2 separate regions of the Ovis aries genome follow, and region 1 is linked to region 2. Evidence: chromatin contacts called from public Hi-C data. All regions are on one chromosome and are shown on one strand. Each heading gives the region's core, a stretch centred on a gene start, on an enhancer-like site or on the middle of the called end of the contact. The rest is flanking DNA. Distances are from core to core; before and after follow the strand shown.

Region 1 (7,089 bases), core at 3,046-5,545, 130 kb after region 2:
AAGGAATGATGCTGAAGCTGAAACTCCAGTACTTTGGCCACCTCGTGGGAAGAGTTGACTCATTGGAAAAGACTCTGATGCTGGGAGGGATTGGGGGCAGGAGGAGAAGGGGACGACCAAGGATGAGATGGCTGGATGGCATCACTGACTCGATGGACATGAGTCTGAGTGAACTCCGGGAGTTGGTGATGGACAGGGAGGCCTGGCGTGCTGGGATTCATGGGGTCGCAGAGTCAGACACGACTGAGCAACTGAACTGAACTGAACTGAACTGATGCAACTTAAAGTCAAAGTCCTCCCCCTGGTGGATAAAATCTGAATTACTTGGAAGGTTGTTTTTTGTTGTTTTTGTTGGTTTTTTGGTCTGAGGCCCTCCATCCCATCTCTTCCTCCCCCAGGAGTCTCCAAGAATGAAAAGTCGACCATCTTTCATAAATTCATCATGCAATGGATATCCTTTTTTATGAAGTACCCCTTTATGTCTCATACATTTTTCTGAGCTCATTTTTCCATTGAGGTTTTTTATATTAACTTGTTATCTGCATATGTTGATGCACACACACTTTCCATTTTAAGCTTTTAAATAAACTCATATTCAACACAACACACTTTCCATTTTAAGCTTTTAAATAAACTCATATTCAACTCAACATTGTAAATCAACTGTACTTCACTTAAAAATCAACTCATTTTCACCTACGCAAGAGGCTCAATGCAAGTTCAACTTTGTCATACTTAGATGTTACCAGTAGATAGCGCCATAACCTTGCTCCTGAGCCTTCCAACTGGCTATGCCTGAATTTCAGCTGCTGCTGCTGCTGCTAAGTCGTTTCAGTCGTGTCCGGCTCTGTGCGACCCCAGTGACGCACTGGGGTGGGTTCCCATTTCCTTCTCCAGTGCATGAAAGTGAAAAGTGAAAGTGAAGTCGCTCAGTCGTGTCTGACTCTTGAGCAACCCCATGGACTGCAGCCTACTAGGCTCCTCCGTCCATGGGATTTTCCAGGCAAGAGTACTGGAGTGGGGTGCCATTGCCTTCTCCTAAATTTCCCCAAATATTGCAAGTAAGCAATGTTAAATAATGAGAAATCAAAACTTTAAGCCACCATACAGCTAGATGGAATACAGCTAGAACTGCTTTTTTTTTTAGAGGGAGGGCAGAAAACAACATATTAATGTTTTTTGTTCCGAATAAAGGAATAAAAAGGTCTTTACCTCAAGGCAGGAAACACAGGTGAGGCTGTCCTGAGGCGGGCAAATCCATGGAAACATTCTCTGGGAGTAACCTGCAGTCCAAAGAAAATGAATAACTACCTCACCTAGCATTCAGACACTGTTTTACTGTTTACAAAGGCAGGTACACCCTGGCACAAGGTCTGAAAGCAGAGAGAAACAGGGGTTTGGTCTCTGTTCCTGCCTCCCTCTGCCTCTCCTTCTGCCTCCACTTAGGGTGCAGCCTTCCCTGAGCTGTGCCCCCACTTAGAGTTGGACAGACCTTTCCATCCTCCTGCCTCCTCCCCAGCCCCACTCCCCACTGAACAAAGGAATGAATGAATGTGTGAGTGACGAAGTCCTGGCCTTCCTGTGCTTAAATATCAGAGCACACAAACCCCACACTCAAAGGAAGACCCCATGAGAGAATGTGGAAAAGCTGCAAATAGAGGTGCAGTTCTGAAAGTGAGCTTGAGAGGGAGCAGGTGCAATGGGTTGGCTTGTGATGGGATGTGATTATGAGCGAGAAGATACCTTTAGTTATTAACACCATAAACCAGGGCCCGAGGCACATATAGGATGTGGTGAGAAGGTGACCCCTTTTATCTAGGCTTCACAATGGTCACTGGCAAGAACACAGGAACATCAAGTCAGAGATTCAGCTATTTCCTGGAGTAGCCAACACAAGGTTTCTACCATGTTAGGTCACCACCTCTGAGTCCCCAAGATCTAGTGCACATTTAGAACAGGTCAAATTAGCTCACTGATGCTTTTCATTCTCCATGTCCAGAAATGCCCACAGGATGAGCTGCACGCCTCAAGTCATCTCCATCTCATGTCCTTTCAGACCTAGCACGACCTGCTTTGTAGCCCACTGATATAAAGAGAAGCTTAGAAAGAGAGGCTTTGTCCTCTTCTGGTTTTTCTTTGTGGGTAATTGGGCAAGCCTACATTCTGAGCAGTATTTCACACTTTTTAGGGCAGAGGAAATTGCACCACTCAGACTGCCTCATTCTGGAGGTTACTTGGATAGATGTCCAGAGCCTGGGGCTTGGGTATGCGCAGAGCCCACAGGCCCAGGCCAGAAAACTGCATGTCTACAGGTGGGAGGGGTGCCCAGGGCCCAGCTCTGCTCCTCCTGGGTTGCGGAGGCTTGCTACCTGTCACCTGCCACCCACACAGCCCGGGCAGGGAGAGGCTGCAGGTAAGAATGCACTATAGTTTGGGGCTTGGGGTCTCCACTTCTCCTCCTGGCCCATATGGCACCCAGTGGTTGGCTGAAGCCAGTCTGTACTGCTTACAAGATCTAATTGTTAAGTTTTAAGGAATTCTGCAAAGCTGTTGTTTTGGTTTTTGCAAAGCAGTTGTTAAACAGTCATCATATTAACAATTATAAAATCTTAGAATAAGTTATGTTTTAAAAAGCAACAAATACTCAAAACTTCCCAATTATTTGACTGAATTTTGTAATTATATTTGCTTTTGAGGCTGTCTACACCTGTTGTGTCTGCTTGCTAGAAATATTATTTGACAGCGCATTGCTTCCCATCTGCCCCCAGTTCTGCATTCAGTAATATCTTGTTGGTAGCTTGAAATTGGGAGAAGGCAATGGCACCCCACTCCAGTACTCTTGCCTGGAAAATCCCATGGATGGAGGAGCCTGGTAGGCTGCAGTCCATGGGGTCGCCTAGAGTCGGACACAACTGAGTGACTTCACTTTCACTTTTCACTTTCATGCATTGGAGAGGGCAATGGCAACCCACTCCAGTGTTCTTGCCTGGAGAATCCCAGGGATGGGGGAGCCTGGTGAGCTGCTGTCTATGGAGTCACACAGAGTCGGTCACGACTGAAGTGACTTAGTAGCAGCAGCTTGAAATTGATGGTGGTGGGAATATTTACACCATGGAAATCAAGAAATGCAACCAATCAGGGCTTTCTGCCCCAAGTGCCACCTGTTGACAGGTGCACCATTGTACCTGGCCCACAACTGGGGGACCTGGATGTGCAGTGGCTGGGAGGGCGGCCAGCCCTGTGTTTCCCCCAGCTGCTGCCAGTGCTGGACCTTTGCTCAGACAGATGAGGAGGGAAGAAAGGGGAGGAAGTGGAGAAAAGATGGGAAACACCCTTGGTTCCCCCTCTAGGACATTGCAGCAGGGAGCCTGGCTCACTAGGGAGTGGGCAGAACTATTTGGAAAAGCCAGGGGCATGAGAAAGGTGACAAGCAGAAATGAAATCAGTTAAGTGACTGAGTGGAGGAAAGTATAATGTCCAGAAGGCAGGTCTTGTGAAGACAGAAGGCAATCACAGAATGTGGCACTGTGACCACAAAAGGGAGGTGAGCCAAGTGTACACAGAAGTTGAGGAGCTGGGCTTCACCAGAGGCTCTGCAGTGCCGGTTCCTGACAGGACTGTTACGATGGGCTCATAATAAAGAGTCTGGAGGGAACACAAAGGAAGTCACCAGCTCACAGTCCTGAGGCAGGAGCTCCTGGTGCTTCTCCATCCTCTCCCCACCCCCACCACCCCACCGACTCCCTGACTCACTTCTCTGCTCCTACTCAAATGTTCTCCTCTCCAGGGAATTCCAGACACTTCCCCACATTCTGCCATACACTCACCCTGAAAGATTCCAGAATCTTCTATTGCTGGAGACACCCCAGTCTTGAGCTGGATGTCCCATAGACACCCAAATGCCTCACCGAGTCCTCCAAACCTGCTGCTTCCCACCTCAGCCTCTCATCTCAGAGAGATACCAAACCTGGAAGACCTCATCAGTCCAGCAACTGTCACAGCTCTGAGGAGCCCGCTCCATCTCCCCACACCCCTCCTCCTCCTCCTCCATCCCACCTCCCAGGGCTCTGACACTGTTTCCCAAACGTTAATGACCTTTTCCTTCATGTTCCCCATGTTTTGAAAGTTGCCTATGACATTGCATGCATTAAACATCACCACCTACCCTTAAAGTTGCATTTGCAACTTCCAATCAGAATTTCACCCATTAAACCCACAGAGCCATTACCACGTGCCATGTGTGCTGGGCACAGGGATGCGAGGCAAACAGGCCTGGCCCTGGCCCTCCAGGGCTCATGGCCTACCGAAGGAGATCACATAAACAGATACTGAATCAAACAGTGCTCCTAGGTAAGGACAATGCGTCTGCCACCTGGACTCTGTCTCCAGCCATTCTCCAGACCAAAGCCAAAAAGGGATTCCTGGAACACAAAGCTGACCAAGTCATTCCCTTATTTAAAACTTTTGTTGTTGTTGAGTATTTAAAACCTTTAGTGGCTCCCTACTGCCCTTAGGATAACATTTACACTCTAGTTAGCTTGGCTTCTCAGCCCTTTCTGACCAAACCCACATTAACAGAAGAATTCTCATTTATTTGGTCAATTAACACCAATCTAACTGAATACTTACTGTGTGCCAGTCATTGTACTAAACACCAGGATCCTGAGGAACCATAAAATGTATACCATTTCCTCTCCTGGAGCTTGTAACCTACCAGGGCAGATACTGACAGATACTTGTACAAATGATTATCAGTGTGATGAGTTCAGAAAAAGGAACATTTCCTCCTCAGTTCCCTGCTTGACCACAACTCCTGGTGGTACCCATCTGCTGGTCCTGCCTAGGTTGGCCCCTCTCCTGAGATGCCCTCTCTCCTTCATTAGCCAGATCTCTGTTAAGCCCCAGGTCTCAGGTCAAGGTTTCCTCCCAAGAGTCTTCCCTGAACCCCCCTTGTGGTCCTATGGTGGCCCTCAGTCCTGTGAGGACGCTGAGTATAGGGCTGTCTCCCCCAGGCCCAACACAGAGCTCCTGAGAATGACGGCTAGGTCTTCTTGATCCACTGGGAACATGTGCATTTTTAATTTAACAATTATTTACATCGATTTCACATATTTATGAAAGCTGGAGCTGAGTGCTAATAAAGGAAACAGAAATTATTTTTAAAACAAGGATGCTTTTGAAGACCAGAGCTTTCAGGTAACTGAGTAAGGAGGGGTGGGCGGTGGAAGAGGCGGGGCTGCCTGGTGGGTGTGGCTGGGGGATGACTAGCGCCGGCGGTCTGGCTCGCTTTCCGGAGTCAGGGTGTCTCCATCCTTTCTGCAGGCTTTCCGCCCAGAGGCCTCTGCTGACTTCCTGCGGTCACTCACCGCCCTGCCTGGGAGGGCCTCGTGTCTGCCCCTGGACTTAGCTCCTGTGGGCTCCTCATTGCCCCCGGGGGGCGGGGCGGGGGGAGGGACCCCGGGAAAGGACGGGGAACCCCCAGGGACGGGAGCAGCTGGCCCCTCCTGCGTCCCAGCACTGTTCCCGGCGCAGCCCGGCAGAGCAGGCTGGTCCCTCTCATCTGCCGGGTCTGGAGGCGGACCTCAGCTCGCACCTCCGAGGTCCCGCGTCAGCCTGGGCCCGGCTACCGGCAGGGCCCGGAGCAGCCGAGGTCCGGCAGGAAGGCAAGCCTTGGAAAGCCGCCCGTCCCCCTAGAAGAGGCTTTGTCCTGCCGGGAAGTCCCCCACCTCCGGCAACCTGTGCGCAGTCCCACGCTCCTCCCTTGCAATCGGGGTTGGGAGACGGCGTGGCCAGCCTCCTTCACTTCAAAGCCGAGGAAGCTGCTGTCCTGAGAGGGAATTCAGCGCCCGCGGTACCACAGCCGGCGAGGTAATCGTGCTTTACAACAAAAAAGGCCGTCTCCTGGGCCTCCCTCCGCCTGGGGCCCTTGGCTAACCCCTACCCCCAGCCCACCTGTTTAGGGTAGGCTGCCCCAGGGGTCGCTAAAAGTCGGACACGACTGAGCGACTTCACTTTCACTTTTCACTTTCATGCATTGGAGACGGAAATGGCAACCCACTCCAGTGTTCTTGCCTGGAGAATCCGAGGGATGGGGGAGATTTGTGGGCTGCCGTCTATGGGGTCGCACAGAGTCGGACACGACTGAGGCGACTTAGCAGCAGCAGCAGCCCCAGCTTTTCCAGCTGGTTTGAACCCCAAACTCAAGCCTCCAGTGACTGAAGCTCAGCGGAAATCATGGCCACCCCCGCCTGCACCTTCCTCCACACCCATCTCATTCATCTGCCCCTCTGACACCAGGAAGCGGGGACAAAGCTTGACCCAACCCGACAGGCTCTCCCGGGCGGGGACCAGAGGAAAGGCTGCTCAGTGACTCGGGGCAGGGCTCACCCGGGCGAGGAGCGGCTGCCTTCATGCCTTAAGGAAGGAAACCAAACAGGCGTGCCCTGTTAGCCTTCCCGGCCCACAGCCATGACAGGGCTCTCCCTGTCCCTACAGGATAAATCCCCAGCCTCTTAGCCCAGCGCCCAAGCCTTTCCCAGTTGGGCTTCAACCTGACTGTCCAGCCTCATCTCCCACCATGTGGACCCCATGCTCCTTCCTGCCTTGTCACACCCTCCTCGAACATGGCGCGACACCCTCCAGGCCTCTCAGGCTCTGTCGGTGCCGTTCCCTCTGCCTCCAACACCCTTCTCTGCTTCTCCACCTGACAAGCTCCTTCCCATTGTTATGACCCACCTCAGCCAATGCAGAAGACTGGTGGTTCCATTCCTGGGTCAGGAGGATCTCCTGGAAGGGGACATGGCAACCCACTCTCCTATTCTTGCTCGGAAACAGAAGAGCCTGACGGACTACAGCCCATGAGGTCGTAAAAAGTCGACAGGACTGCGCATGCATTTGCTCGTGCGCTCTCATGTGCGCACCGCGGCGCAACTCAGCCCCCTGGGCTGCTACTGAGCCTGCGCTCTAGAGCCCAAGAGTCGCAACTACCGAGCCCACGTGTCAGGACCACTGAAGCCCAAGCACCTGGAGCTGGTGGCAGTGAGAAGCCCTCACACCACAACTAGAGAGTAGCTCCTGCTCACAGCAGCT
Region 2 (7,212 bases), core at 3,561-6,060:
CCTTAACTATTCTGGGTTATGTTTTCTTCAACAATGGAATAAAGGATTGAACTGCATAGGTTCAAAGGTCCCTTCCTTCTCTAAACGTTGTGATCCTCTAAATGAGGGGGAAAGGGAAACAGGTTCACAAGCAGATGCTCAAATGGGAATACTTGTTCTACTAACTCTTTAAACTGATTGGGCTCTGAATTATTGCAGCAAAGAATGACAAGGGTTTGTTGCCAGGGCTTGAACATAAACAGAATAGGAACCATATCTCCCTTTATGTTCCCCCAAGTCTGACCATGATTCACTGGGAGTCGCCGTGCACTATCCCAGAAATAAGGAAAATATCAGAAAAAAAAAATCACTGAAGGTTTTCTATGTGACAGGACAGGTTATGTTCTTCACATAATTTCTCACAACAACCTGAGAAGTTGGTATTATTACCCCTGTTTTATAAGTAAGGAAACAGACACTGTGGAGCCATGAGCAAGTCACAACGACTTTGAGTCCATTTCCAGAAGTGTAAAATAAGTCACTGCGTCCAGCTGACTTTAAAGGCCCCTCCTTCTCTGTGACTCAAAACAAGCTTAGGTTTGACCACCTAGACCTTGAAAGGCTCGTGATTACCATGCAAACCCAGTTGGCCAGAAAAGAGAATGTCTAGTCCCCTACCTCGAGCACCATTCACAGGCTTACAGAAACATAAAACCACATCTACTAAACCCAGAACCTCCTTGGAATGCTCTCACATTCTGTACTGTAGCAAGGTGATTATTAAAACCCATTATTTTCCTATGAAGACATCATGGGCTGCCTTAAAGCAAACTGCCAAGGAAAAGAGAAAGTACATAGAGTGAAATCACCATAGGCCCCAGAAGTTAGAGACTGGTCCCAGGATAAAAACAGAGGTATCTTCTCTCCATTACTGTAGATAGGGCCAGAGCTTGCTGCATGAAATGAAAGCTCCTGAGGACCAAGCTAGGGTCAAAACTTGGAAAATCATTATGATTAGAAAGGAATTACCCCATGGTCCTTAAGAATCATCACCAGCACCATCAACCCATCACCCACCATGCAATTATAAAGCATCTGCTCTGTACATGGCTCAGCAACTAGGCTGGTCATTTGCTTAAGATGTCAAGTTCTGTTTTTTCCTAACTGTCAGGATCATGAAGGGGAAGAAGGCCTTAACAACCTCAGACAGGATCCAAGGGACAATACAGAGTGTCTCTAGAAAGAGCATATGAGATTCTCTTGGGTAGGTAAGGGAGAGGTGTCCTAAGAGAAACTGAAGGACCTGCTGGGATCACGACTTAGAATAGAGTGCCCAGATCTATTTACTTGCTAGAGCTGCCCTTAAAAACAAAACCAAACAACAGAAAAAGAAAAATGGCTAAATGACAGAAATTTATGTTCTAACAGTTCTGGAGGCTGGAAGTTCAAGATCAGGGTCCCTTGGGGCCCTATGTAAAGGCAGCAGTATAATATTTTGATATATTAACCAACTCTTTTCACCTTGATATTCCTAGTTACCCTGAGAGTTAACCCCACTCAGGCAACCAGACATGTGGCACAGAGGGTTCATCCCATGGATCTGCAGAACCAAAGGGTCAGGTGCTTAACCTTTTGTTTTCAAAGGGCGAAGTCCAGATTTAATTAGTCTGCCTCATCAGGCTATCCTACAGCAAAAATTGAATCAGAAATGTCAGTGGCTCCGCAAAAGAAAACTTATTTGAGCTGAGCCTTCCTCCTCCATCTTTTAGCAACATCATTTGGAACATAGAGCCTTGAAGGTCAGTGTAACCTGCAAGAAAGAGCTTGGAAGGAAGAAAGAGCTCACATTCCATCTAACATTCCTCAGCCTGTGTAGTATTCTGCTCAGGCTTTCATAACAAGATACCACAAATTGGGTCTCTCAAATAGCAGAAATTTATTTCTTACTATTCTAGAAGCTGGAAGTCCAAAACCAAGGTGTCAGCATGTATAGTTTCTCCTGAGGCCTCTCTCCTAGGCCTGGGCCTCCTTACGTCCTCATGTGGTCTTGTCTCTACATGCACCCCTGGTGTCTTTTCCTTTTTCATAAAGACACTAGTCATAATGGATTAGGGTCCTACCCTTATGATCTCATTTAACCTTAATTCCCTTTTTAAAGGCCCTCTCTCTGAACAGTCAGATTCTAAGATACAGGGATTAGGATTTCGACATATGAATTTTTGAGGGGATGCAATTCAGTTCATAATATCAGTATTTGCCCCTTCCTAAGTTGCGGCCATCAAAAGCCCCAGTGTGCTCTAAATTTACTGTTCCTTACAAAGTTCTCTCCCCATCTTTCCGCCCCAACTTAGCAATTTTACAAAGTAAATCACAGGGGTCCCTGGCTGAGTCTGATTTTCTTCTTCCTATTAACATCCACATTTATTGGATTACATAGACTTTTAAGGCTGGGCACTAAGAAGCAGCTAGCTGGCTTTAGGTCTAATCTGGCCAGCCTGTAGCAACTTCCATCTACTGCTCCTACTTACCAAATCTTTAAGGGCCATAGAGGAGTTATGCAATGTGCAATGGGGCACGGGAAGGTGAAAAGAAAAGAGGGAAGAGAAATGTGCCACTGGGCCCAGAAATGCCTCATCATGGGTCAGGCTCCACTCCCTATAAGACAACTTCCTGTGTTACATCACATCAAATTAACGAGCCTAGACACAGGTAAGATGGAGGATAAACTGTTCTGCAAAAGAGTTCTAGCTTCCTATAAACATCAAGTTTCATTTTCTCTGGCAGAACACTAGTCACAAAGACCCACATAGACCCAAGGGCCCTGACTGACATTTCAAGCATTCCAGCTCCAGATGTGTTCAGCCACTAGGAAAAAGAAACCCCAGATTATTTTAAGCGGAGTCATTTCACAAACCACCAGCTGTCCCCTGGATAAATTCTGAGTGTTTTAGTTGTAGTTACAAGCAATAATTTCCAATGTATTTATTCATTCAAAAAATATTTATTGATGAATTTCTGGAGAAGGAAACGGCTACCCATACCAGTAATCTTGCCTGGGAAATCCTATGGACAGAAAAGCCTGGAGGGCTACATTCCATAAGATGGCAAGAGTGGGACTGGACTCAGTGACTGAACCACCACCACATTCTATGTACCAGGACTGGGGACATAATGGCAATGGCTTGGGGTCCAGAGAGGGACACAAGTTCTAGTAAACAGTACTTATTTCACTGCTTTGTGCCAGGTATAGCACTGGACACCTTAAATGAAGGGGAAGGTATGATTATCTCCACGGTACAGTGAAGAAGTCAAGGTGAAAAGAAGTCCAAAAGACAAGCTCATGCTGCTAGTCAGTGAAAGCATCAAGAGCAGAAGTCATGTGACCTGACTTCCTGGGCAGTACCTTCCACTTAACCAGGAACTTGCATAGAAAATAAACATTTACATCTTCATCTTCACTAATCTCTAACTAAAATTTAGCACTTTCTTCCATTTTAAATAGTGGCTCAGATGATAAAGAATCTACCTGCAATGCAGAAGATCTGGGTTTGATCCCTCGGTGGGGACGATCCCCTGGAGAAGGGAATAGCTACCTACTCCAGCATTCTTGCCTGGAGAATCCCATGAACAGAGGAGCCAGGCAGGCTACAGTCCACGGGGTCACAAAGAATCTAACACAACTGAGTAACAAACACTTCATTCTTCTCAGGCAACAAACCCCAGCAGATATATGCAGTAACTATGACTTTATCATCAACAGAAATCACAGATATTTTCTTATATTACAGGCATTACCCAAATCTTGAAATATTATTTGTTACTATTTCAAAATTATGATAGCTATTAGATCCACTGCTAGATGATGTTACTTAATGCATTATTTTTAAAAGGCATATATACTACTACATCAATTCTCTTAATATTTGGACAAGTGATTTGGAATAGGTTTCCCTTATAACACTCTGCCTTTTATTTTACACCTTCAAAAGCACTGAACCTAAAAGTGGTCCTTAGTCTCCCCAAAACTGCCAAAGCGGTACATGGCACAAAAATGGGTCAGACCCCTACACCACAGCAATGGGCAGCCCAGGCAAATCCAGAGCTCTGCTCCCTGTGTCTTTGAGTAAGAGGCTAGGTTGGGATTTTTATTATTAAAAGAGAGAAACGAAGAGAAAGGAAAGCACCCCAATTTCACCAGAGAACCCTTTCCACCAGTTCCTGTTTAGCACAGGCCCTAAATGCTCTCCATGGCCGGTTCCAGCCATAGCTGAAGGATACTTCTTGAGCCCCCGCCCCTCCCTCCCACAGGCTGTGTGGATAAACGGGCCCCACTGTGGGCAGACCAGCAGACGTCACCTCCTACCCCGGGGGGTTGAGAACCCCTTGCGCGCTGGGACCACGCCGGAGTGACACAGTCAACAAGTGGAAGATGCCAGAAATTCCTACACACCAGGGCACCAAGAAATTCCCATTCACAAGACCATGGATACATTGGTTTTTAACCTCCCCTCGCAGGGCAGCAGCTCCACGACCCCAGGACGTCACAAGACCCGGGTTCCAGCAGGGGCTGCAAGAGCTGCGGATGCGGCGGGTGGAGAAAAAAAGTGAAGCGGCATGGAACGCGATGCACTGGGGCCGCGCTGTCCCAGATGCGGGACAGAGCTGGGTTAACAATCGGCTTTAGGGGTGACCTCTCTCCCCGCCGGGTCCCTTTTCCCTCGCCAAGTGCCTGATAGCGGGATGCCTCTTACCCAGAGGTGCGCGGAGCCTCGGGCCACAGCGTTGGCGCAGTAAAAGCTGCCGCTTCCTGCGAGGGCTCGCGGCCTCTGCTGGGGCCCGTGCGGTCCCCGGGCGGAGGCTGGAGGCGGGGAGAGCGAGCCTCCCCCCGCTCCCCGGGAAAGTTCCGGGAAGGTCCCACAGCTGCCCCGCCCGGCGCCACAGCCCGGGGAACCAAGGCCAAGTGCAGGCTACACCCGGGTTTCCAGCGCGCACGGGGGACAGCCAGGGGCGCGGGTCAGGCGGGTCAGGGGCACTGCCGGCAGGGCAGACTCGCCCCTACCCGCCAGTGCACTGTGCGGTGCAGCTGGGACCCCTTGGTGCCTCAGAGGAGGGCACGGAGGCCACCTGTCGCCCCCCCTCCCCATCCCGTGTGCCTACACTGTTGCGTAACTGGGAGGGACAAAGGTGAAGGCGGGTCTGTGGATAGAGGCCTGGCGGTTTGTGTCGGGTCCTCCAGTGAGCCCTGTGCTTCTCATCTGGTCCCCAGGGCTGTCCAGAGACACCGCTTTCCCGCTCTTCTTTCACACGTAAAAGGTAACCGAGGCCCAGAGAAGCCCCCAGACTTGCCTTGGTAAGCAAGCGCCAGGGCAGCACTCTCAACCCTAGGATGGAGGTCACGGTGAGCAAGCTTTCAGACACTAATCTCCACGCAACGTTGGGTCCTACTTTCATGAATGAACATTTTCAATTGGCTGCTTTAAGTAGGTGTGAAATGCAGGTGAGTAGTTCTCCACTACGTCAGATCTAGAACCCCTTTTTATAACATATAGGATGTCCAGAAGTCTTACTGCAGTTTTAAGCTTTAATAATTTCAGATGTGAGTTAACAAACTTGCCTTTAAAAAGTGCCTTGAAAGTTTATTTCTTTTACATTTCATTCTGTGAATTTTGATTAATCTCTTTTGAATTTTTTGTTTCAACCAACTTTTTAAGGTGAAATCCTAGCAAACCAAAAATTGACGCAATCACAGAGAAGTAGGAGCCTAATAACGTTGAACTTCTGAGCCCCTCCCTCTGGTTTTGTCTTGTTAGGTTTATCTATTGAGGTAACCCTGGTTTATGACATCTGGTCCCATCACTTCATGGGAAATGGATGGGGAAAGAGTAGAAACAGTGTCAGACTTTATTTTGGGGGGGCTCCAAAGTCACTGCAGATGGTGATTGCAGCCATGAAATTAAAAGACGCTTACTCCTTGGAAGAAAAGTTATGACCAACCTAGATAGCATATTCAAAAGCAGAGATATTACTTTGCCAACAAAGGTCCATCTAGTCAAGGCTATGGTTTTTCCTGTGGTCATGTATGGATGTGAGAGTTGGACTGTGAAGAAAGCTGAGCACCAAAGAATTGATGCTTTAGAACTGTGGTGCTAGAGAAGACTTTTGAGAGTCCCTTGGACTGCAAGGAGATCCAACCAGTCCATTCTAAAGGAGATCAGCCCTGGGATTTCTTTGGAAGGAATGATGCTAAAGCTGAAGCTCCAGTACTTTGGCCACCTCATGCGAAGAGTTGACTCATTGGAAAAGACTCTGATGCTGGGAGGGACTGGGGGCAGGAGGAGAAGGGCATGACAGAGGATGAGATGGCTGGATGGCATCACCGACTCGATGGACGTCAGTCTGAGTGAACTCCAGGAGTTGGTGATGGACAGGGAGGCCTGGCATGCTGCGATTCACGGGGTCGCAAAGAGTCGGACACGACTGAGCGACTGAACACTAGTTTATATTATGTGTTCCACTTCTGTCCCTGTATACCCTACAGCACACTTATCAACAAAAATTGTTTCCATCTGTCTAATTTTTTAATCCATCCAACACTCTGTGTCTTTCAATGTGTGAATTCAATCCATTTACATTTAGGATGATTAGTTAAATGAGGACTTAATTTTGCCATTTTATCCTTTATTTTCTGGTTACTCTACATCTCCATTGTTCCTTTTCCTTTTGTTTCTGTCTGCTATTTTAGTTTTGGTGTTTTTCTGTGATATTTTTGTTTCCTCTTTCTTTTTTTTTAATGTTTCATGTCTCTGCTCTAGATTTTTGTTTTGTGGTCACCATGAGGTTTATATAAAATGTCTCATAGGTAAAATAATCCTTCTGCTGGTAGTATCTTATCTTTATTTACCTATATAGGCTTCTTCCTTTTCCTTCCCCTTCTTTTTGTTTCTGTTGTCTCACATTATCTCTTTACATTGTTACAAAGTTGAAGTATACACTAGTTTTTTTTCTGCTCTCCTCCTTAACCTTTATGCTATAATAGTGTTTAAAATCTAATCTTATTGAGAGTTGCAATTTTCTGGTTCTATGTATCACCTTGCTCAAAGTTTTATGTATTTTGCCTTTCTGTTTTCTGGTAGAAGAGCTCCTTACAAGGCTTCTTATAAGGAAGTGTAGTAGTGATGAACTCCCTCAGTTTTTGTTTGCTTGAGAAAGTGTTTATTTCTCCTTTATATGGAA

What was found. Hi-C and Micro-C count contacts between places; a contact is called where the count stands out from the background.
Region 1: a Hi-C map of blood shows a contact between it and region 2, with 4 times the contacts expected there. The contact joins the promoter of LOC114115866 here to the promoter of SQOR in region 2. A contact is called at or near these places in 6 of 16 Hi-C or Micro-C datasets (blood, hypothalamus, liver and 3 more).

The regions. Positions count from the first base shown.
Region 1 is chr7:63,134,821-63,141,909 of ARS-UI_Ramb_v3.0, forward strand. It overlaps LOC114115866, which reads left to right and starts at 4,296. Exons shown (of 3, transcript XM_060418697.1): 1 at 4,296-4,442; 2 at 5,516-5,868; 3 at 6,741-7,089. The coding sequence starts at 4,296. The coding sequence ends at 6,861. LOC106991282 (a long non-coding RNA gene) reads right to left here and starts at 4,006. Exons shown (of 4, transcript XR_003589922.3): 1 at 3,828-4,006; 2 at 1,213-1,283. It overlaps SLC30A4 (solute carrier family 30 member 4), which reads left to right. Exons shown (of 8, transcript XM_060418650.1): 8 at 1-330.
Region 2 is chr7:63,001,440-63,008,651 of ARS-UI_Ramb_v3.0, forward strand. It overlaps SQOR (sulfide quinone oxidoreductase), which reads right to left and starts at 4,811. Exons shown (of 11, transcript XM_004010645.6): 1 at 4,731-4,811. It overlaps LOC121819982 (a long non-coding RNA gene), which reads left to right and starts at 5,214. Exons shown (of 2, transcript XR_006060392.2): 1 at 5,214-5,476.